7 separate regions of the Mus musculus genome follow, and all the other regions are linked to region 5. Evidence: chromatin contacts called from public HiChIP or PLAC-seq, Micro-C and promoter capture Hi-C data. All regions are on one chromosome and are shown on one strand. Each heading gives the region's core, a stretch centred on a gene start, on an enhancer-like site or on the middle of the called end of the contact. The rest is flanking DNA. Distances are from core to core; before and after follow the strand shown.

Region 1 (2,700 bases), core at 54-2,553, 960 kb after region 5:
TCAGTCAACAGCTTTCACGTCCCTGTCTCTTAGCATCTGCCCATTGTGCCCTATTACAACCAAAGGGAATAGTTAGTATGCATTGTAACTTCACCAATCAGCTCGTTTTCTTTCTCAGGTTGGGCCCACTTGGGTGGTGTTAGAAAGAACGTGCTGGCAGGTGCCACATTCTAACAGGCACAGAACCAGAGTGACGATACCTCTCCTGTTCTTCCCTATCCTAGATAGTTCAAGAAACACTAGACAGGATATGTGGTTTGCAGGTCCTGGCTGAAAATAAAGTTTTTTTCTCAAATATCTGATTAACCTAAGAGCACTGCCACGGACACCCCCCCCCCGCACCCTCCCCCCCCCCAGTGTCTCCAATCAAGGAGGAAGACCCGTACTCCAAGGGCACAGACAATTCTCAAGGGGGGGGGGTGGTGTCCTAACTTTTCAATTATCTTCCCAGAAATGGGGCCAGTAGGTTGGTTCTCCCGGTCAGACTTTACCAGCATCACAGACCCACAGAAGGACAGGTCTGCTCCGATGGATACATTCTGTAGCAAGCAAAACAATGAGCTGCTCTCAGAGGAATGACATAATCACCAAGTCTTTTCTTCCCTTCTTGTAATGTGTATAATTTGTCTTCTTTTGGAAAGGTACCTGTAAATTTTAATGCAATTTTCTTGAGAACAATAGCAAAGTCACAATTTCCTAATCACTTTTGTTTCCCAGGAGGGAAGGAGAAAACCTTAACTGCTTGCTGAGTGACTAATACAGGCCCTTCAAGGCCCACAGAGGAGAACTGAACCAGAAGTCTTCCAAAAAGAATGCTATCCCTAATTTGTCAGACCCTTTAAGGCAATAAAATATTGTATATGCAGCGATGAGGCAAACCCACCACAGTCTGACTACAAATCCTTAGGTGACATTGAAGCAGAAACAACTCAGGACTACAGGACTGGAGAAATAAACACACACACACACACACACACACACACACACACACACACACACACACACACACACACACGTGCCCTGAGCATCCAAAGAAAACACTAGTCACAAGATTTCTGGAAAGGAAGAATATTAAGGACATTGTCCAGTCTCCCATCTGATGCATTTCTTTTTCTTTTCTACAAGATGTTTGGCAAATGATTGGCCTCCCTGCCTGTTGTACAGAGACTTTGAGGAAGAGACTGTCTTATTCAACACCACAAACAAGAGCTTGTCCCTCGGGCGACTATAAATCTTGGGTAGTGTTCGGTTTCCCTGCCAACCTGCTAAATAAGCGCGAGTTTTTCTCAAGGTACCGACGGGAAAACAGAGGCTGCCCATCACTCTCCGTCCACTCTGCCCTCCTACCCGGCTCAGGGAGGCAGCTTGCTGCACAAGAGGCCCACTTTTCAATTTGAGGATCAATACAAGCTAAATAGGTGGTATTTCCAGCCCACAGGGGCAACCCAAGCCAATACATTTAAAGCTTTCCCTTGGGGATTCTCTGATGAACCGACCTACAGGGTAGAAGAGAACAAACAAATCATTGTGTGACAGAGTCCACAGAGGAGTGCGAGTCACAAGTCACGCTGTCGCCCAGAGTCGAACACCACCACCATCTGGGCTGTCAAAGTCAAACACCACCACCACCTGGGGCTGGAGTGCTTGCTTGCTAGCTCGCTCTCGACCCCAGGCTGCTCTAGGCTTGTTGGAGCTACCACTGAGAAAAGAGTGGAGATTTGCTTCCAGGCAAAGCTGCCTTGTCAGATCCGCAGATAGCGGATGGAGGGTGGAGGGTGGAGGGCAAGGGATGAGAAGGTGGAGGTGGGATGGGGTGGAGGGTGTGGGTGGGATCGGGTGGAAGGTGGGGGTGTGGGGGTGTGGAGGGTGGGGTGGAGTGGAGGGTGTGGGTGGAGGGTAAATGGGTGCTGGTAGAGCGTGAGAGGGTTGGGGTGAGGGTGGAGAGTAGGTGGGACACAGGAGTGTTCCATGATAGTCATAAGAGGTCCCTTCTGGTTTAGGTGAGGCCGCCCACCTCTCACATGCAATGTCACTTCAAGGGTGGTTTTAGTGAGGACATTATAAATTTGTTTCCCATGTTGAGACTGAAACATTTCTGCAGAGACCCATCATCTCCAGGAGACCCCACCATCCGTCCCCATCTAGACAGATGAAGCTCGTCCATTGTGAGGGAGAGAGCACAGAGAAAACTGAGCAGGCACGAGATGAGAGCCACCGTGAGAGCGCCCGGCAAATTTAAAAGAGCTGTCTGAATTTATTCTAGTAAACGATGACAACGGCACTTTAAAAAAAAAAAATCCTATGATCATCCAGATAGAAAACAAAACAAAATAAGCTGTTCACGCCGAGAAAAATAGCAGATTTCTCTTCTGCAACCTTGAATGGAACAGTGTCACTCAATCGCAGGACAGATAATAAATCTGTATAATGGAAAATGATACAGCTGTGAAAACGAGTGCAGTCCGGGATGCGAGGCAGTGCAGGTGAGAGGCAAACACATACTACTGAGCAAAAAGAGTCTCCTACAAACACGAATCTATAAGACAAGACACAGTTAGTTAAAGGATACCCAGGTAAGATGTAAAAACTGTAACCAGCAATCAAGAACACATTGTTTCAAAAATCAGTATAGTGGATTCCTTTGGGGGACCGAAAGGGGGTACAGTTGGAAGCAAGTTCTAAGTACTGGTGATATGTCTT
Region 2 (2,720 bases), core at 76-2,575, 870 kb after region 5:
GAACACTGACTAGGGGCCAATCCCCTGGGGACCAGCATAGACACCAAGGGTGTGCAAGGGGATCGCAAGGACAAAGATTATTTGCGGCTTTGGAACGTTAACACCTTGCTCACCCCTCCTTACCTTGGCCCAAAGCCTGAGGTGTACCCTGAGCTACAGGGAAGAGAAAATGGGAGAAGCTTAGAGATGAGCTATCCCTGACTACTGCTCTAGGGAACAAGGAGACCCGTCCAGCCACTGGTCTCCTACACCGCACCTCCACTTGCCATCACCGCTGCTTTTGCTCCACAGATACCACGTATCCCAGAACCTCTCGGATAGGAACACAGGTAGGCCTGCAGAGCCCAAAAAGGAGGTAATCTACTTCCGGTCCAGCCCCTTCGGCCGTCCCCCCCACCCCCACGGCCACACCCTGCCTGGGCCGTTAATGTGGATGAGTCACCCACCGCCCTCCCGCCACTGGGGTGACGCAGGTCTGGGCAGCCCGCCCGCCCGCCCGCGGCCACCACCGGCTTTCCCAGCAGCAGGGGGCACGGGAGGGGGCAGCGGGTCTCAGGCTAGGGTAAGAGAGTTTGGATAGCAGCCAACCCCTACAGACAGGGCACATCCGAGTGCAGTCAGGGCTGCAGCCCGGAGATGTCCGAGGTCAAAGGCGCTCCAGGAGAAGAAGGGGGTTTCACAGAAGACCAGGCTACTGTGCAAATAACTCCCGGAGACCTGTGACCCCGAGTACCCGGACAAACGAACTAGCAGGAGGGGGGCAAAAGGGCGGTCTCGGGGTCACAGAAGGCAGGCAGTACCCACACGTGCTCCTGGACCAGGAAGTGAAAGGGGCGCGCGGTAAATTCATGGACCGGAGCGCGCGCCAGAACCTAGTTCTTGCGGCCACTCAGCAGCCTGCGGACGTCCGACGCCCTCCTTCCTTCTCCCCCCAAAGAGAACTCAACGCTGGAGCAAACGGCTGGGGCTTGGGACCAGACCTCTTGGGTCGGGACGGACGCCCCGTCTTGTGCACCCGTAAAACTTGCCTTGCTTAACTGCTGAACAATGCAGAGAAGGCTTGGGAACCGGACCTGACAGCACGGGGCGGGGCACCCAGTTGGGACCCCAGCGTCCGCCAGTCTTCAACCCCCACGCTCCCAGAAGCAAGTCTCAAGTGTTGGCTTCTTGCTTTCTACAGACCACACACATAATCCCCAACTCCCACCCCGCTGCCTTGGTCCCTCAGTCCTGCTCACCGTCCAAGAGGGCTGGATGAGAGCGCACGCACGACAGGGGCTGCAGCGGCGAGTGGAGCTCAAGACCCGGCCGGGCTTGGAGTTTTCTGGGGGGTCCCGCCTCAGACGGGGCGGACCAGGGGCGGGGCAAGGGCCAAGAGGGTTTAAAGGCGCCGCCGCGTGGAATGCTGGAGCGCTTAAGATAGGTGGTCAGTAGGCAGGAATGAGCCGTAAAGGACCTGCGGAGTCCTTGGCGCCGCTGCAAAAGGTCTCCGCCCAGGGGATCCTCAACCTGCATTCACCAGCCATAGACTTGTATCCTAATAGGAAACTTTCTGCCTAGACTAGCTAGCTCAGGATCGCAGGCCTGTTTCTATGAGAAGCCTACTATTACAAAAAGGCCGGCCTTTTGTAAATTCAGGTCCAGGAAGCGCCTTCCTACAGGATAGAGTAAGGAGTAATAGGTCTGGTGCTTACAGGCTGGGACAGCACCCCCACGTGGTTCTGCTTGCCATTTAACTTCAAGCCCGGGCAAAAAAAAAAAAAGAACAGTGAGGTCACTCCTTGCCCGGGGCCTTGAGGGTGTGGTAGGGCTTGGGACCTGGGATTCAGACCCAGTTCTCTCTCTCCCTTCCATCTCCCATTTAATAAATTGACATTTCTTCTTAGATCTTGGAGGGTTGGAGGCGGGGGCTTAGTGGAGGAAGTTGGCAGGCACTTTTCTACCCCTTAAGAGTGAAGAGCAATAGTTGAGGGGTGTCCAGAACACCTACTTTTTCAGGCTGTAGTTAGCGGAGTTCCCCATTTAAAACCCACCAGTGTTTTTCTTTCTTCACGTTATGGAGTCCCCCGTTGAGCCTGATATTTAAAAGAACAGCAGCCAGTTCCACCCTGACCTTTGACTTCTCTATTCCCCAAAGTCCCGCTCAGACCCACAGAATGTCAAGTTTCAGTCCCCTGTGCCTTTAGGGTGTTCCTCTGCCCGAAAGTGGGTTTCCTTCACTGCCCCGTCACCTGCTCTGCCTGTTACCTGCTTGTGTGGCTTCTGGTCAATTACAAAAGCACCTTTGGCTTTAGTTGCCGTGCCCAGTCTACAAAATAAACTCCGGGCGGTGGACGGGACATGGAAAGAACTCTGAGCAGTCTCCTGTGAGTGTCCCAGGAATCCCCACATGTTTTAAGTATTTACTAAATATTGACTCAAACTGAACTCTTTGTGCCAATGTGATAACCAGCTTACAGCTTTATCACAGTGCGTAGTTGGCCTCAGTGACTAGCGAGAACTCCCCAAGGACAAAGGCATTATCCCAGTGATTTCTCTATTTTCTCATGGCTTCTGGCCTAACAGCAGATCTCTACTAGGCACTCAACAACTTTTTTCTTGAATGACTGTTGAATGTGTCCCATTCAGAACCCTCTCTGTACATATCCAGGGACTTCCTCATCTCTCTTAAACACAAAGAGAGGTGACAGAGAAACGGTTTCCAGACATTTATTATTCAC
Region 3 (2,700 bases), core at 49-2,548, 890 kb after region 5:
CAGCCTCAGTGTCCATTGCCTCCTTGTTCCTGTTCATTTTCCCTGTGGCTGAAGCTCAGGCACTGGAACAGACCACACTACAAGCAGTCTGCCTTCCAGTTTCAGCCTCTTAAGGCTTACCTCAGCTCCCGAGCTTCCATGCCAAGCTCAGGAAAGCCAGAATAAGGGGAGTCTTAAACTCACGGTAGACACGGAGATGGTAAGACTTCGTGATGTGGGACTCAGATGTCTTCAAGTTGACTTGGGCGTTGTAAAGCCCTGAGTCTTCCCAGGTCAGATTGCTAATATGCAGGGAGTAGCTGGACTCAGAGATGCTCACTCTGCCCCGGTATCGAGGATCCACTGCCATGATAACGGCTGGCTGTCCCTTTTTGCCTGGCTTCACGATGGCAATGTTGTTTTGAAAGAGCCAGTCTATGTGCTTAATTTCTTCATTGGATGGTATTTCCAGAGAGAGGTTGATAGACTCTTGCAGGACACCAACCACTTCCTCAGGATCCTCATCATCTCCAGAAAACCCTTTGGCTGAAAAAGAGATGCATACAGCCTGGCTGATATCTCTTGGTGGCTGCAGTTAGGTAACAGAGTAGCTATGACTCATCTGCCTCTGAGCACCTTCTCTAGCTCTATGCACCATCGTAGGACTCTCTAGCTACCTCTTGTAGTTCTAGATTTCCACTGCACCTGAGTTGATCAAGGATCTGGGAGGGGGTGGGGTCAGGGAGGGGGAAGAGATGGTCCCCATTGATCTCTTCACCATTTCCCTTCTTTTTTGTCCTTCTGGAACTGCAACCCCATGCATGTCACCCAGATATACCCTCTCATCCTGCTCAGAGGCCATAACCCACTCCTTGGAGTTCAGAGTAGAAATTCCCCCAACCTAGCCTGAGATTCAGCTACATCACATGTAGGCATGCATTCAGCACAATCCACATCAATGTACAACAGTGATACATGCACACCCATGTTTATTGCAGAGCGAGTCACAATCATCCTTTGGTGCCCCATCAACAGAAGGGCTGACACACTCATCCCCAAAGGAAGGGTCTTGCCAGCCTAAGGCCAAGTGGAACAGAGGGTATAAAGACAGTCTTATACAGGAGCAGGGAGCCACTCACCTTCCTGAAGCAGCAGCAGGAGTGACCACAGAAGGGCCCCCATATTGGCAGCTCTTGCCTGGGAAGAGTGACTTGGTCAGCTGGCTAGGCTGTGGAAACACAAGCTGGTAAGGGGTCCATAGAGGCAGAATGACTGGTTGATACTGGCAGGAAGCAGAGAGGGAAATAATTCTCCCTCCAACTTCCTCTGTACACATTAAACTCCTCCCTGGCCCTCATGGAAATGTGCCTCTCCTCCGTCTAACAGTCAGATGATGTAAGCCACTGTCTCAGATTGCCCATCCCCCAAACCAAACCCAAATCTCACTTCCTAATACAGACTTTGACTTTTCTATCTCCAGCCAGCTGCATGCCCAGATCCCGTAGAAATCACATATGCACGTGCTTCGAACTACCCAGCTGTCGGCCCTCTGAACACTCTCGCCCACCCCCTCAGTATTTTCTATGCTGCTGTGATCTTTATCTCCCCTGAGAGAGTCTATCTTTTATTTCCACTGTTATGTTTCACTGTTCCTAGCCCCTGCTAAACGCATCTTCATGGCATTAGAAAAGATGAGCGTGGGAAGTCTTCTATTTAAAGCTATTTGTATTCCCATTTGTGATGCTGTCTTCCATCCACCTTTCTGCTTTGCCTGGTGTCTGCAAACAGTTTTGACCACTCAGTGCTACTGCCATCTGATTCAGTGGCATGAGCGGTGCAGACTAGTCCCTGGAGTGTCTGAACATCAAGTCTTCACTGGGAACTTCTGGTTGGGCACAGAAGACACCTGCAAACCTCCAGTCTGCCACCTTGGCCAAGGAGCAGTGAACTCAGGAGCAGGTATAGTCCTTCCACACTGACAGATTTTTGTAGTCACAGCCTTTTCGGCTACACTTGTTTTTCCTTCTCCATCTCTTCAGGCTCCCTATAGGAGTAGAGATTAGACATGACCTGATGAGAACTATGGGTGCTCCCCAGAGATGGTGTCACATGTGTGCAGAACTTCCCAAGCCAACATCCACCAAGTAGGATTCACTGGGTGAGTACCCTTGTTGCATGCAATGTCAATGTCAATAGTACTGAGGAGAATGTGCGTTACACAGAGCAACGGCAGACAGGTTGACATAAGACACCTTTGTGATGGGCTGGGGATCAGCTCTGGGATTGGTGACTAGCAAAAGCCATCGCTTCCTGAAGTCCTCTTAGTTTGAGTAATGAAAGTCTTTTGCAGGAGCAAAAGTCAGGACAGCTAGCTGGCCCCAGGGGTTCCTGGAGGCAATGAAGTTGACATCAGCAGGATTCCCAATGCCAGTAATGGCTGGAGCTGAAAGCAGCAGCATCTCCCAGCTCCTCCTAGGGTTTTTGTTTGTTTGTTTTGTTTTAACGTAAATCCTCTCACTTTGTCTTTTGAAGATTTACTGTTCCATAAGGAAGACAAGATTGGTGCCACCTAAGAGGGTTCTTACTGCAAAGAATTTGAGGACATCCTCCTTCTCCACTGGCAGGATATCAAGTGTTCCAGAAACTATGTGAATTTGGTTTTTGTTTTTGTTGTGACATGAATTGAGAGGGACATCACATAGGCCCTCTGCCTGGACAGCA
Region 4 (2,706 bases), core at 58-2,557, 680 kb before region 5:
AAATCTTTAACTAATTTCAATATCTTCTTGGTCTTTCTTCAAAAATCCGGTCTGAAACATTAACACATAGCCAGACCAGATTCTAGAAATTAAACCAACTCACTTTCTAACTAAGTTCCATCTGCCTGAGAAAAGGTGAACGTCATTTTGTTTCTTCCCCTTCAAATCTGTGTCCTCACCCACTCCTACGTTGGTAGGTTCAGGGACTATATTTGTCTTACAACATTTTACAATGTGTCCTAATGAAAGATTTCATGAGTTGAAAATTTGACATATCATCGAAACAACTAGTTAATTGTCTATACAATAAGCAGGGAAATCTTTCAATTTTCATATGATGGAATACAATAAACCTAGCAGACTTCAAGTCATTTCAGCACAGCATTAATCCTCTGTGTGACCCTCTTAAAAGCCTCTTTTACTTCCTTATTGCGAAGAGTATAAATAATAGGGTTGAAGAAAGGGGTGAGCAAAGTATATACCAAGGCAATAAGCTTGTCTCTGCCTTCAGCTCGAATCTCTGGTGGGCCCACATAGACAATGAAGGCAGAGCCAAAGAACAGTGTCACTACGGTTATATGGGAGGAACAGGTGGAAAAGGCTTTTGCACGACTAGCAGCTGAAGGCAGCTTCAGCACAGCTCTCACAATACCTCCATAGAGTCCCAAGATGAAAGTAAGATTGCATGTATTGATCATGCCAATCACTGCAATATAAAGCCGAGCATGCCAGCTAGTGTCCACACATGCCAACTGCATCACTGGTGCCAGGTCACAAAAGTAATGGGCCACCTCTTTCAAACAATAAGGTAAAGAGGCAGTGAGACCTGCAGGCACCAGGGCAGCTGAAAAACCAGCCAACCATGTAACCCCAACTAACTGTTTCTGTACCTGTCTGCTCATGAGTGCATGGTAGTGCAGTGGACGACAGATAGCAAGGTAGCGGTCCAGAGCCATGACACCTAGCAGGTAGCACTCGGTCATGCCCAAGGAGTGGAAGACATACAGCTGGACAAAGCATGCAGACGAGGGGATGGGTGAAGGCCCATGGAGCAAGGTATGCAGCAAGGTGGGCACTGTGGTGCTGACATACCAGAGTTCCAGGAAGGAGAGGACACTGATAAAGAAGTACATGGGAGTGGACAGCCCTGAATCTGCCTGGATCAAGACAATGATGAACAAGTTCCCTGCCAGTGTGAGGAGATAGATGCACAGGGTTCCAAAAACTGCAAGATGTTGCAGGGTGCCAGAGGTAGTGAAACCAGCAAGGATGAAGGTCCGTGTCCAGGTATAGTTGACATGATCCATGATTCCTGGGAATGAAAGAAAAAGGCAGTAAATAATCACCTTTATGTTTTTCCTCTGGACAATGTTCCCCAGAGACCAAAGTATAGAACACACAAGTCAAAATCACATATTGTCTACTCAATCCATTCCATCTACAGGATGAAAGAGGATTTGACTACTAGTAGTCAGAAGTGGTTTGTTTAATATCTGTTGGTGACAGTGGCCACATAGAATTATTGTTTTAATTCACAGAACAACATTTGTAGACTATGGCAGCAGTCAGGCCTAAGATTTTCTCCTCTCTGCTTTGCCAAAAAAAAAAAAAAAAAAAAGAAAAAAAAAGAAAAAGAAAAAAGAAAAAAAAGAAAAAAAAGAAAAATCCCAACAAATAAAATGATAGGAAAATTCTGCTTCTTTCTCCTACCATTCCTAGTTAAGTGCTCCCATGATAATTCGAAATTATGATCCTTATTGTATACTGGATTCAACAACTAGGATATAGTAGGAAAAGGAGACTTATGTTCATTCATTAACATCTAAGTCTTATTGGGGGTTCTCCAGGTTTGTTTAGAACTCATCAAGGTTCTTATCAAAGGTGGAAAGAGAAAATGATGGACAAGAAACAAGGCTATCTTAGGAACATATCTCAAAGCTGAATACTTTTGGGAAACATGAATAATCCATTGGCTAAGAGGATGTGTTTTCTGGAAGTATTCTAGTGGGAGATACACTTCAGAATACTGCAGTGGGTAGGAGAAAGGGAGAAGTACAAAGCAAAGCCCCTATGAGATGTGTCAAGAGGTGCTAAAGTAGTACAAGCAATGCCTTATTTCAGGAGTCGTATTTCCTCATTTGTCTTCACCACCAACTCAACGTGAATCTTGATCCAAACCAACACTTCCTCTGTGGCTGAAGTCCTGTAACTGAAGAAGTTTAAGTTACAGGTTCCCGAAGTTTCTGACGTGGTAATAGCTTATGATTCTCTAGTTATTGATTGATTTGTACTAGGTTCCTCATGGACAGCCTTTATTAATATCTGCAGAATGTCATGCTCATACTCAAATGGAAATTATTCAGAAAAGGTCAATTATTCAGCTGCCTCCTGCTGCTTTTTTTTTTTTTTTTTTTGCTGTTCTTACCTCTTGTGTGCCACCTCCAACCATTACCTCATTCTTTTGGTTACAACAGAACTAGTCTCATTCTTCTTGGTATCACTTCTATCCCAAGACACTCCCTTATTTATAATTCCTGCTCCTGGAAACAAAGCTCTCCCACAAACTCCTTAATAAACGTTCCCTGAGGTTACTATGACTAACTCTCAGTATGGATCCCTCTGGGGCAAGAAGTGAGGCCCACAGAAATGAGTCAGATGAGATGTGTGTGTCTCGCCAATGACTTACCTCTGCATCTACACTTTGGA
Region 5 (2,700 bases), core at 141-2,640:
CCTGAACAGTACTCTCTCAGCCCCAGATAACTGCCTGTCACTTAGACAAGGCTTTACTGGTTACGAAATATGTTCTGCAGGCTGTCCCCAGGTTCTTAGGTGACAGAGACATTGGCTACATCACCATAAAGAGTTAAGAAGCCTTGACATAAGGAAGGAAAGATTACCCAAACATTAAATACTAGCAGAGGAAAGCAGCACAGAAAATGGACTGGAGATGTTACTAGAACCACCCACATCCCACTTGTAGAATAAAGCACTATGTACTTTTCTTTACCATTCCTAATGCTGGATCTTTTATTTCTAAGTGAATGTAAAACCTGGATTAGATCTGCTAACTTCCTTTGGGTTAGATCAGGTATACTCTAAGAATTCTTGGCATACCTAAAATTCCCTGATTTCTAAAATTTAGAAATGTATTCTCCAAAGCTAAATTTCGACCAAACGAACCCAGAAAGATCCTTTTTTTTAAACACACCAAAACTCTTTCAGAGATAACCTAGAAGAACAGCAAACACTAGGGACTCGGGACTTTTTGAATGTGAGCAAGTTGCAAACACAGTCTTTCTCATCCATCTCCTCTATAGCCTCAGGGAACAAGAGCTGCATTACTCACTGCTTCTTGGTCTGTAAGAGGGTCTGTGAGTCTGGCTTTCACCCTGGGTTCTTACTAGCTAAAAGTTGAGAAGAGCCCCTGAAAGACCGAGCAGAAAGGATATTGAGAGGCTAGTTTCAGGAAAGAGGGTCTAAGACAGAGCACGGAGGAGGAAAATACCAAGTAACTTTACAGGATACTTCCTTGTTTAGTGTCTGGAATAACGTCTTTAAAGAAGGCTTGAAGGAGATTAGGTTCGGTGGCCTCCTGGGGTCGGCTTTGCAAGGGATGTTGCCTGGAACCACAAATTGTTGCTGGACAGTTAAGAAGAGGGTCTTGAGTAAGAGAACTACGGAGGTTTATGCTTAGGAGAATGCCTTGAGTAATTAGGTACCCTGGGGAGGCATCCTTGGTCACAGTGGAGAGGGGTGTCCTAGCTTTGGGGATCCCGGTTGCCTAAGGAGAAGGCGGGGCCGGAGGACCTCAGGCAAGTGGGCACGCCCTTGCCCAGGCCTGCAGTGGACTCTGTCGCCAGCTGGCCCACCGCCCTGTCCACCTCCCCTCTCTCCACCCCAAGCATAAGAGGGGTGCGCATGGGGTCCCACTTCTGAGTCAGCTCCCTCCCTTTGCTCCACACCCGAGTGATGCTGGAGGAGCTCCCGGGGGAGAAGATGGAAGGCACCACAAAAGCGCGGAGGGGGTGTGGGAGGCGAGGGGGAGTAGGGAATGCGGCATCCAGGCCCCCCCGCCACCAGCCCAGCCCCCCGTCACCACCCCTCCACCTCCAACCGAATGGTTTGCTCCGAGCGCCCTATTTAATCCCGGCGACTGCAGCAGCGCCGGCTCCCTCCCGGTACCCGCCTCGGCCCCGGGCTTGGAAGCCGCTCCGGGGTTGCCCCTTTGGACAGCGACGCCGGCTACCCAGAACCCCCGGCCCCAGTCCCCGGAGATCTAGGCTCGCCAGCGCCCAGCCAGGGAGGTGGCCAGGAAGCGCGATGGGGGCCCCTTCCGCCCTGCCCCTGCTCCTGCTCCTCGCCTGCTCCTGGGCGCCCGGCGGGGCCAATCTTTCCCAGGACGGTGAGTGAGGGAGGGGGCGGCGCCAGGGGAGGTGGCCAGTGCCCCGAGGTGGGGGTTCAGACGGGGAGCCGGGCGCAGGGAGCCTGTTGGCTTTGTTTGGAAGCGAGGGTTCAAGTCGCCAGCCTCTTGGAATACCCTTGTGTCTGTCTCTGAGCATCGCTGTCTCTGAGGACCGTGGGGTGTGCCGGCGTGTGCACCTCCTATGTACACGACCGACTGTGTATGTCTACGTGTGCAGCAGGGATGTGGATCTCGGGGGTTGCTGTCTATTTTGAGCAACCGGGGTCTGGATGTGTTGATGTCCGTGTGTGTCTGGGTGTGCGCGTCTATGTTGGTGTCTGGGGCTGCGTTTCTGTGTCAGAGTCTGTGTGTATGTCTGTGTCAGTGTGTGTTGGGGGCGGAGTGAGATTTGTCGCTGTTTCAGTCAGGGCGTGTGTTGGGTGTTTCTGTATGTATGTCTGTAGGGGTTGGGTGGCCAGAACGATCCCCAAAACTGCTGTATGCAAACATTTCTGCTCCCCCGCGCGTCCCCCACCCGCCGCGGAGCTCTGAGTGGGCAGGCAAGGGGGCCTGGGTGAGGCTGTCGAGGGGGGCGTGGGCAAAGGAGAGGGGGCTTCTCCTTGAAGCAAAACAACAACACAGGGCGGAGGGGGCCCCACTTTGGCTCTAGTCCTAGTGGTGCTAAAATCTGGGCAAGGAAACCTATACTTGGGTGCGGGGCAGCAAACGGAGAGAGCAAGATATTTGGGGAGAAGGATCTATGGGAAAACCAAAGCTTTCCTGGGCTGAACATTAATTTCTCCAAATTTAGGGTGGGGTAGCAGACTAGCCTCTTTGCCCCAGTCTAAAACTCAACCCTTCTTAGGTTTGTAAAGGTAAAGAGGTGAAGGAAGGGAGTGGGGGGGGGGGGAATGAAGAAAGGAGGCGGGGCCAGGGGAGAGGGGACTTGGGGAAGAGCCCCTCCCGCCCCAGGCCAAGCTATGTAGGTCAGCGCTGTGGGGGCACCTCAGCCTTCTTAGAGGCTGCTG
Region 6 (2,700 bases), core at 106-2,605, 910 kb after region 5:
TGGCGCGCGCCTTTAATCCCAGCACGTAGGAGGCAGAGGCAGGCAGATTTCTGAGTTCGAGGCCAGCCTGGTCTACAGAGTGAGTTCCAGGACAGCCAGGGCTACACAGAGAAACCCTGTCTCAGAAAACCAAAACCAAACCAAACAAACAAACAAAAAAAAAAACCCCACAAAAATGTTTACTTAAAGGGTTAATTAAATAAATTATAATGTAGCTATATAATAGAACTTGATCGAGCCTCAAGAAATAAAGATATGAATCCTTAAATACATACACAGAATGAATGAGTCCTAAGATAAGGGATTAGTGGAGTGAGGTAAAAGCAGAATATGAAGTTTTATATATATATAAAGACATTATATATATATATAGGACATCTTTACTTGTAAATAAAAAGAACTACTCATGTTCAAAAACTTCAGAACATCAAAACAGACTGTACAAATATATATATATATATATATATATATATATATATATATATAATTCTGAGCTTAATAGAATGGAGCCCGACTTTCTGACTGATCTAAAGTCGGGGCCTGTGGAACCCTTTGCCAGACAGCTGTCCTCTTTGACAGCGTGGGTGGTCAGAATGGAACGTGAAAACAGGAACAGTACACAGAGACATGCAGGAACATGAAATTAAAGGCTCACCGAACTTTCCATCACAGGAACCCACAATGGAGAAAAGAGAGGGGATTAGATTAAAATAACAGGGGCTTCCTGGCAGAGGGAATAGTTAAGGATTGCAATGATACTCATAGGAGATAGGAGATCTGTGCAGCCTCCTTATATTTTCTGTGTGGATGTAGGGAGTGACAGTCCCCATGGCTCCCCTGCCCTGGCCCTGCCCAGTCTCAGTTCCTACTATGTTCCCTCCCCAGGGGTATTTCTGCATGACCTCTGTCCACCCTAGCTGTAAGATCTCCAACCCCAGCTGCCTTTTCCATTTCCCTCTACTATTGCCTCAGGAGGAACAAGCAGAGGCCAGATGGTACTTAGGTCATAGTTACCACAGGCTCTAAGACGGAAGGAGGAAAAGATGCAGGGGTAGACTTGGAGATAGGCGGGAAACTTTCTAAGAGAACTGGGTTTGTGTGAAAACACAGGCTTTGTTTTGGGTTGGGAAGGTTAGGGAAACCTACCCTTATTTTTCATGAGGCAGGATGTCAGTCTTGTGTGCAACCGAACGAACCTCGGTCTGCTGTCAGTCTGGTTGCGTTTTATGTCTATTTTGCCATGTTCATTCTTTCAACCTTGTGATTCATTCACTTTGCATACTTGGCATAAGCAGAGAGGAGAGTTATAACACTGGCTACAAACCAGGAGGCACGGGGTGCCTGGGTTCAAGTGCAAGGCTCTGCATTCAAACTCCACCACGGGTAGAGAAAAAAATAACCAAGCCACTCCCAATTGCCACCCTTCCTCTGCACTCGGTTCCTCTGACTTTTCTCAGTAGTCTCTACCAGACCCCACTCTACCTCCCCCCCCCACCCCCTGCCGGAAGTCCTTTTTTCATATGTAAATGTTGCTAGGAAGCTAAGAAGAAGCCCTGCAGTATCTCTGTTTAGAAACTGTTCTAGATGTTTATAAATGTTCAGAAAAAAAAGTGTAAATCTCCTTGGGTAAGCAGGCTTAGATGGAACTATGAGCTCATTTTTTTTTTTTTTTTAAATGCGAGCATAAGCATTGGAAACAAAGTACTTTAAATCCATCCCGGCTTCAAAAGGCAGAAGTTAACAGTCAAGGCCTCGTCAGGGGCGTTGTGGTGGTGGTGGTGGTGGTGGTGGTGGTGGTGGTGGTGGTGGTGGTGGTGGTGGTAGTGGTGGTTGTAGCTGTTGTTTTCTTGATTTCTGAAAGGAATTTTATGGAACTCTCTACTATAAATGACCTGAAGAAAATAGCACAAAGCAATTCTTTTTACTCTACTCAACACTGGTTTTGTTTTGTTTTTGTTTTTTTTGTTTTTTGTTTAATGCTCCACAAGGCTGTATGAAACCCTTGCAAGCCACGAAAAAATAAGCAGATATAAGGGCCCAGAGCAAAGTAGAAGTTTCTAGAATGGCTCAAAGGAGGATTAGAAAGCTGCTGTACTGGACTTGTAAGTTATACCTGAAGGAACTGGCAAGGTCAAGGCGTGGGGTTGGGGGTTCACATGGTATTTTAGAAAATAAAAACCAACCAACCAACAACAACAACAACAAAACGTGATTATGTCTAGATGGAGCATGGAATAAAAAAGTAAAGAGGTGACAGAAAATGAGAGTGGGCGACAACTGTCCCCGGGACCGAGATGAAGCAGAGGGGGTTTTAGGGATAGTCGATAACTGTGCCTTCCACTCTTTACAGCTTCCTCCAGTGACTGGAAGCTCTCCATCACCACCTGAGTGATCCCAGGGTGGACCTATGGACCACCCAAGCCCCTCCACGATGAACAAATCCACAGTTCTACTCGGATCTGTTCTCGCCACATCTGGCTCCGCCTTCCTTGTCTTACCACTCTTCCCAGACTGTTTCCTTTTCCACATATCCCTGGCTCCCTCGGCCAGTTAAGCACAACTTAACCCCTTGTCTTTTCACCTCACAGCTACCTTGGATGTCTCTCAGAGGTGACAGTGATAGATGTCCTGCATTATTACCCAAGTGCCCCCCCCCATGACCCATGTCAGAAGCAGGAAATACAGACCAAGGCCCCCACA
Region 7 (2,785 bases), core at 187-2,686, 780 kb after region 5:
TCTTCTGGTTAACTGATTTTAATTTTTTAATTTGTGTGTGTGTGTGTGTGTGTGTGTGTGTGTGTGTGTGTGTGTGTGTGTGTGTCTTTTAGAAACCTGTCTAGTAGGAAGAATTCCAGTCTACTTTGGTCTGGTCAGGATCTCAGGCCCCAGTGGTCTCCTTCAAGTTTGAATGAGCAGTAGTGTTCTGACAGTCTTCTTCAGACCCTGCTGTACATTTCCCCTCTGAACTACACGTAGAGGCTCCCCATTCATTCCCCAGGAAAATGCTGGTCCTTTCCCTTCTCTCTTGGTTCCTCAGGAGCAGCATGAATGCTTTCTCTTCCTCCACAGCCAGTGTTACCATGGTGCCCATTTCACTCACAAACTAGATACTATACAGGACAACACACAATGATCCAAACTCAGGACATTAGGCATCTTTCTCAAGGGCAGCATCTTAAAATGACTTCTCTGCTGGGGATAGGGATACAAGTTGGTAGAACATTCCAGAAGCCTTTCATTCTCTCTCTATTACTGAGGGAAGAGGGGAAAAAAGAAGCTATAAATAAAAGCGCAGAATAAGAGTGAGGAGGGGACAGCCCATGCTCTCTGCCCCTCTATGACCCCTGGGACCCCAAGAGAGTGCCTACCATTAACGTGGCTTTTAATTCTTCTTCCACAGATACTTCCAATGGGGTGACAAGAAGATCAGCTCTGAGAATGGTCCTCAGCCTTACATAAAAGCAAAAGGGCTAGCCACGTCTGATAGTTGTCCAATCACTTAATGACTATTTATTAAACAGTGTGTCCAGCACAGAAACAAATACGAATGTTGCTATTAAACGGCCTAGAGAAACTGTGTGGCTATGACCAGCAACATGCAGAGGATACAAGGAAGAGTAAGAATACATGGGTACAAAGTATTTCTCACTCTGCTTGTAGGCAGGGAGCCTTGAAGGACAGCCTGGTGGGCAAGGTATGCCTGCTAGGAAAGCCAATCCAATGTGTGCAGATGTCAAATGGGGTGGTTCTAAAAAGAGGTAGTCTGGCTGGGATGGCCAAAGAGGAGAGCAGATGTGGGCAGCCAGTCTGTAGAAGCTGAAAAGCCTCCCATGCTAAGCTCAGTATTTTGTCTTTATCCAGAGGGCAGCAGGAGAGTTTCAAAGACTTTTAAGCAGAGGGGAAGTGCATAGATGAAAATTGAAGCTCAGAAGGCTCTCTGTGACAATGATGGTGATTAGGCCCATCCATGAGCAGGGCTGGATGCAGAAAGGCCTGGTGACCATGTGTAAGAAGCACGTGTGCCATGTGGGTGTGCTTGTCACCATGCTCTGACTGCCATGTGCACAGAAAGGAGGCTGACTTACAAGAACCGGCTCCTGAGAACCCAGTGAGGCTCAGCTGGGCCTGCAGCCAACTTCCACTTTACCCGGGATGCTTTCGCTTTCAAGACATCTTGTTTTGAGTCAAGATTCCTCCTTCTGAACATGGGACTTTCCAGCAGGACCACAGCTCCTTCCGTGCACTCGTCTGGCCTAGGATGGATATCCTAGTTTGCTGAGGGAATCTTCCAAGGGAGGACAACGGCCATGTGGTCCCTCTGGAGTCTTCTTCTCTTTGAAGGTAAGTGGGGCAGATGGACAACCTGTCCTCGGGGAGCTGAAAGCCTCTCCCCAGCTGCCTTCATCCTACTGCTAGGCAGCTTGCCTCTCCAAACCAAGTAAGAATCAAGGAGAGAAGGAGAAGTGAGGTGTGGAGCAAGCTCAAGTGGTGTCTTAGACAAAATAGGGTAGCGTTACCAGTGGCATCTGTATCCAGGAGACACCACCCGTTCCAGGGCCCAGAGCAGCTTGAAATGATGGCAGTTTTGAGAGAAAGTTGGGTGCTAGGGTGATGGGGATCTGGCACTACTGACACATGGGGATCCTCCAGTCCAGGGAAAGAGAGGAGGGTAAGGCAGAGGAGAGTTCCCTAAGGAGTGTTTCGGCAGCTTGTAAGGATGCTGAGGTCACTCTCTGTATCCTGTACAAGAAGAGATGGACATTGAATGAAGAAATGAGGTGACAGCAGGTTAAATGTGGTCCCAGTGGGCATGAGGATAGCTGATAGCAAACTGGTGTTGGAGTCTCCAAACACGAGCTGACTCCCTCCATCACTCTGATGGCTGAGTTTCCCTCTTTGATCAACAAATAGGCAACATGACACGGAGTTCATGGATCCCCATACTCAGAGCCAGGATACGGCAGAACCTCAGACTTAAGGGGCATCCAGTGTTAACACTGAATCTGTGTCCTTCAGAATAAAGATGGCTAGGCCCAGAGAGGTTAAAGATATAGATGAGGACTAGAGTTGTGATCAGCAGATCTCTTGATCCCAGCTTCTGGCACTTGGATACATGATGTATCAACCCTTACGGTGCCCTGCATCCTGAAGCCTCCTTCTGTACCAGGCTCGGGGTCAATCCTCAGCAAATTCAGTGCAGTGTACTGAGCTCCTGCAGTCTAATATTAAACTGAGGGGAAGGGGAGAACTGCACGTATAAAGATAAAGACGTTTGCTCTTAGCCTGAAAGAGTTCATGTCTGGAGGGGGATCCTGATTCAGAGACAGACACTACTAATAGTACAGGGTGCTGATTTCTGGTCACTGTAGGAAAACAGAAAGAATGTAACCTTGCAGTGAGCTAGGGAAGAGGTTAGAGGTGATGGTGATGCTTACAGAATAAGCACACACAAATAAGGCAGAAAAGGAGTCAAGAGGGCAGCTCAAACAGGATTGTCTTCCTCATAGTTCAAGCTCAAAAC

The links. A called contact is a pair of places that touch in the nucleus more often than the background predicts. HiChIP or PLAC-seq counts read pairs in DNA pulled down with a chosen protein or histone mark. Capture Hi-C pulls out chosen DNA fragments and counts their contacts.
Region 1: a contact with region 5 is called in an H3K4me3 HiChIP or PLAC-seq map of neural tube, with 8 times the contacts expected there. The contact joins the enhancer-like site here to the promoter of Cadm3 in region 5. A contact is called at or near these places in 23 of 39 promoter capture datasets (the 3T3-L1 cell line, 3T3-L1-derived adipocytes, the C10 cell line and 13 more), 3 of 15 datasets of contacts at CTCF or cohesin (large pre-B cells, pro-B cells and stem cell-derived epiblast-like cells), 18 of 484 Hi-C or Micro-C datasets (the G1E-ER4 cell line, the N1E-115 cell line, adipose-derived mesenchymal stem cells and 11 more), 14 of 115 datasets of contacts at active chromatin or transcription factors (SST interneurons, astrocytes, craniofacial prominence and 9 more) and 2 of 9 other capture datasets (embryonic stem cells and liver).
Region 2: a contact with region 5 is called in a promoter capture Hi-C map of liver, with 5 times the contacts expected there. The contact joins the promoter of Tagln2 here to the promoter of Cadm3 in region 5. A contact is called at or near these places in 13 of 39 promoter capture datasets (the C10 cell line, the SN4741 cell line, cranial neural crest and 7 more), 1 of 15 datasets of contacts at CTCF or cohesin (large pre-B cells), 4 of 484 Hi-C or Micro-C datasets (the G1E-ER4 cell line, the N1E-115 cell line and embryonic stem cells), 21 of 115 datasets of contacts at active chromatin or transcription factors (cardiomyocytes, craniofacial prominence, differentiating embryonic stem cells and 12 more) and 3 of 9 other capture datasets (embryonic stem cells, liver and pancreatic islet).
Region 3: an H3K4me3 HiChIP or PLAC-seq map of forebrain shows a contact between it and region 5, with 8 times the contacts expected there. The contact joins the promoter of Slamf9 here to the promoter of Cadm3 in region 5. A contact is called at or near these places in 13 of 39 promoter capture datasets (the 3T3-L1 cell line, 3T3-L1-derived adipocytes, the HPC-7 cell line and 7 more), 2 of 484 Hi-C or Micro-C datasets (the N1E-115 cell line and embryonic stem cells), 17 of 115 datasets of contacts at active chromatin or transcription factors (craniofacial prominence, differentiating embryonic stem cells, embryonic basal ganglia and 9 more) and 1 of 9 other capture datasets (embryonic stem cells).
Region 4: a contact with region 5 is called in a promoter capture Hi-C map of adipose tissue, with 2.3 times the contacts expected there. The contact joins the promoter of Olfr432 here to the promoter of Cadm3 in region 5. A contact is called at or near these places in 2 of 39 promoter capture datasets (liver and pre-B cells) and 2 of 9 other capture datasets (adipose tissue and liver).
Region 6: a contact with region 5 is called in an H3K4me3 HiChIP or PLAC-seq map of embryonic stem cells, with 4 times the contacts expected there. The contact joins the enhancer-like site here to the promoter of Cadm3 in region 5. A contact is called at or near these places in 16 of 39 promoter capture datasets (the 3T3-L1 cell line, 3T3-L1-derived adipocytes, the HPC-7 cell line and 10 more), 8 of 115 datasets of contacts at active chromatin or transcription factors (astrocytes, bone marrow-derived macrophages, embryonic forebrain and 5 more) and 2 of 9 other capture datasets (adipose tissue and embryonic stem cells).
Region 7: a Micro-C map of embryonic stem cells shows a contact between it and region 5. The contact joins the promoter of Slamf8 here to the promoter of Cadm3 in region 5. A contact is called at or near these places in 23 of 39 promoter capture datasets (the 3T3-L1 cell line, 3T3-L1-derived adipocytes, the C10 cell line and 12 more), 1 of 484 Hi-C or Micro-C datasets (embryonic stem cells), 11 of 115 datasets of contacts at active chromatin or transcription factors (craniofacial prominence, embryonic basal ganglia, embryonic forebrain and 6 more) and 4 of 9 other capture datasets (adipose tissue, embryonic stem cells, liver and 1 more).

Annotation. Positions count from the first base shown.
Region 1 is chr1:172,405,109-172,407,808 of GRCm38.p6, reverse strand. No RefSeq gene overlaps it. Among named protein-coding and RNA genes, the nearest start is that of Pigm, 30 kb to the right of the region's middle. Within about 2 kb of position 1,303, at least 12 of the 459 cell types and tissues checked have an H3K27ac peak or open chromatin away from gene starts, as enhancers often do. A contact at or near this core is called in neural tube and stem cell-derived motor neurons, where this site is marked.
Region 2 is chr1:172,498,851-172,501,570 of GRCm38.p6, reverse strand. It overlaps Tagln2 (transgelin 2), which reads right to left and starts at 1,325. Exons shown (of 5, transcript NM_178598.2): 1 at 1,239-1,325. Igsf9 (immunoglobulin superfamily, member 9) reads right to left here. Exons shown (of 21, transcript NM_001145800.1): 21 at 2,694-2,720.
Region 3 is chr1:172,473,958-172,476,657 of GRCm38.p6, reverse strand. Slamf9 (SLAM family member 9) reads right to left here and starts at 1,298. Exons shown (of 4, transcript NM_029612.4): 1 at 1,119-1,298; 2 at 184-525. The coding sequence starts at 1,161. It also overlaps the pseudogene Gm7804.
Region 4 is chr1:174,048,976-174,051,681 of GRCm38.p6, reverse strand. It overlaps Olfr432 (olfactory receptor 432), which reads right to left and starts at 1,307. Exons shown (of 1, transcript NM_146716.2): 1 at 369-1,307. The coding sequence starts at 1,307. The coding sequence ends at 369. It also overlaps the pseudogene Olfr431-ps1.
Region 5 is chr1:173,366,385-173,369,084 of GRCm38.p6, reverse strand. It overlaps Cadm3 (cell adhesion molecule 3), which reads left to right and starts at 1,390. Exons shown (of 9, transcript NM_053199.3): 1 at 1,390-1,672. The coding sequence starts at 1,591. It also overlaps a transcript of Aim2 not described here.
Region 6 is chr1:172,454,381-172,457,080 of GRCm38.p6, reverse strand. No RefSeq gene overlaps it. Among named protein-coding and RNA genes, the nearest start is that of Slamf9, 20 kb to the left of the region's middle. Within about 2 kb of position 1,355, at least 29 of the 459 cell types and tissues checked have an H3K27ac peak or open chromatin away from gene starts, as enhancers often do. A contact at or near this core is called in embryonic stem cells, where this site is marked.
Region 7 is chr1:172,589,219-172,592,003 of GRCm38.p6, reverse strand. It overlaps Slamf8 (SLAM family member 8), which reads left to right and starts at 1,436. Exons shown (of 5, transcript NM_029084.3): 1 at 1,436-1,605. The coding sequence starts at 1,572.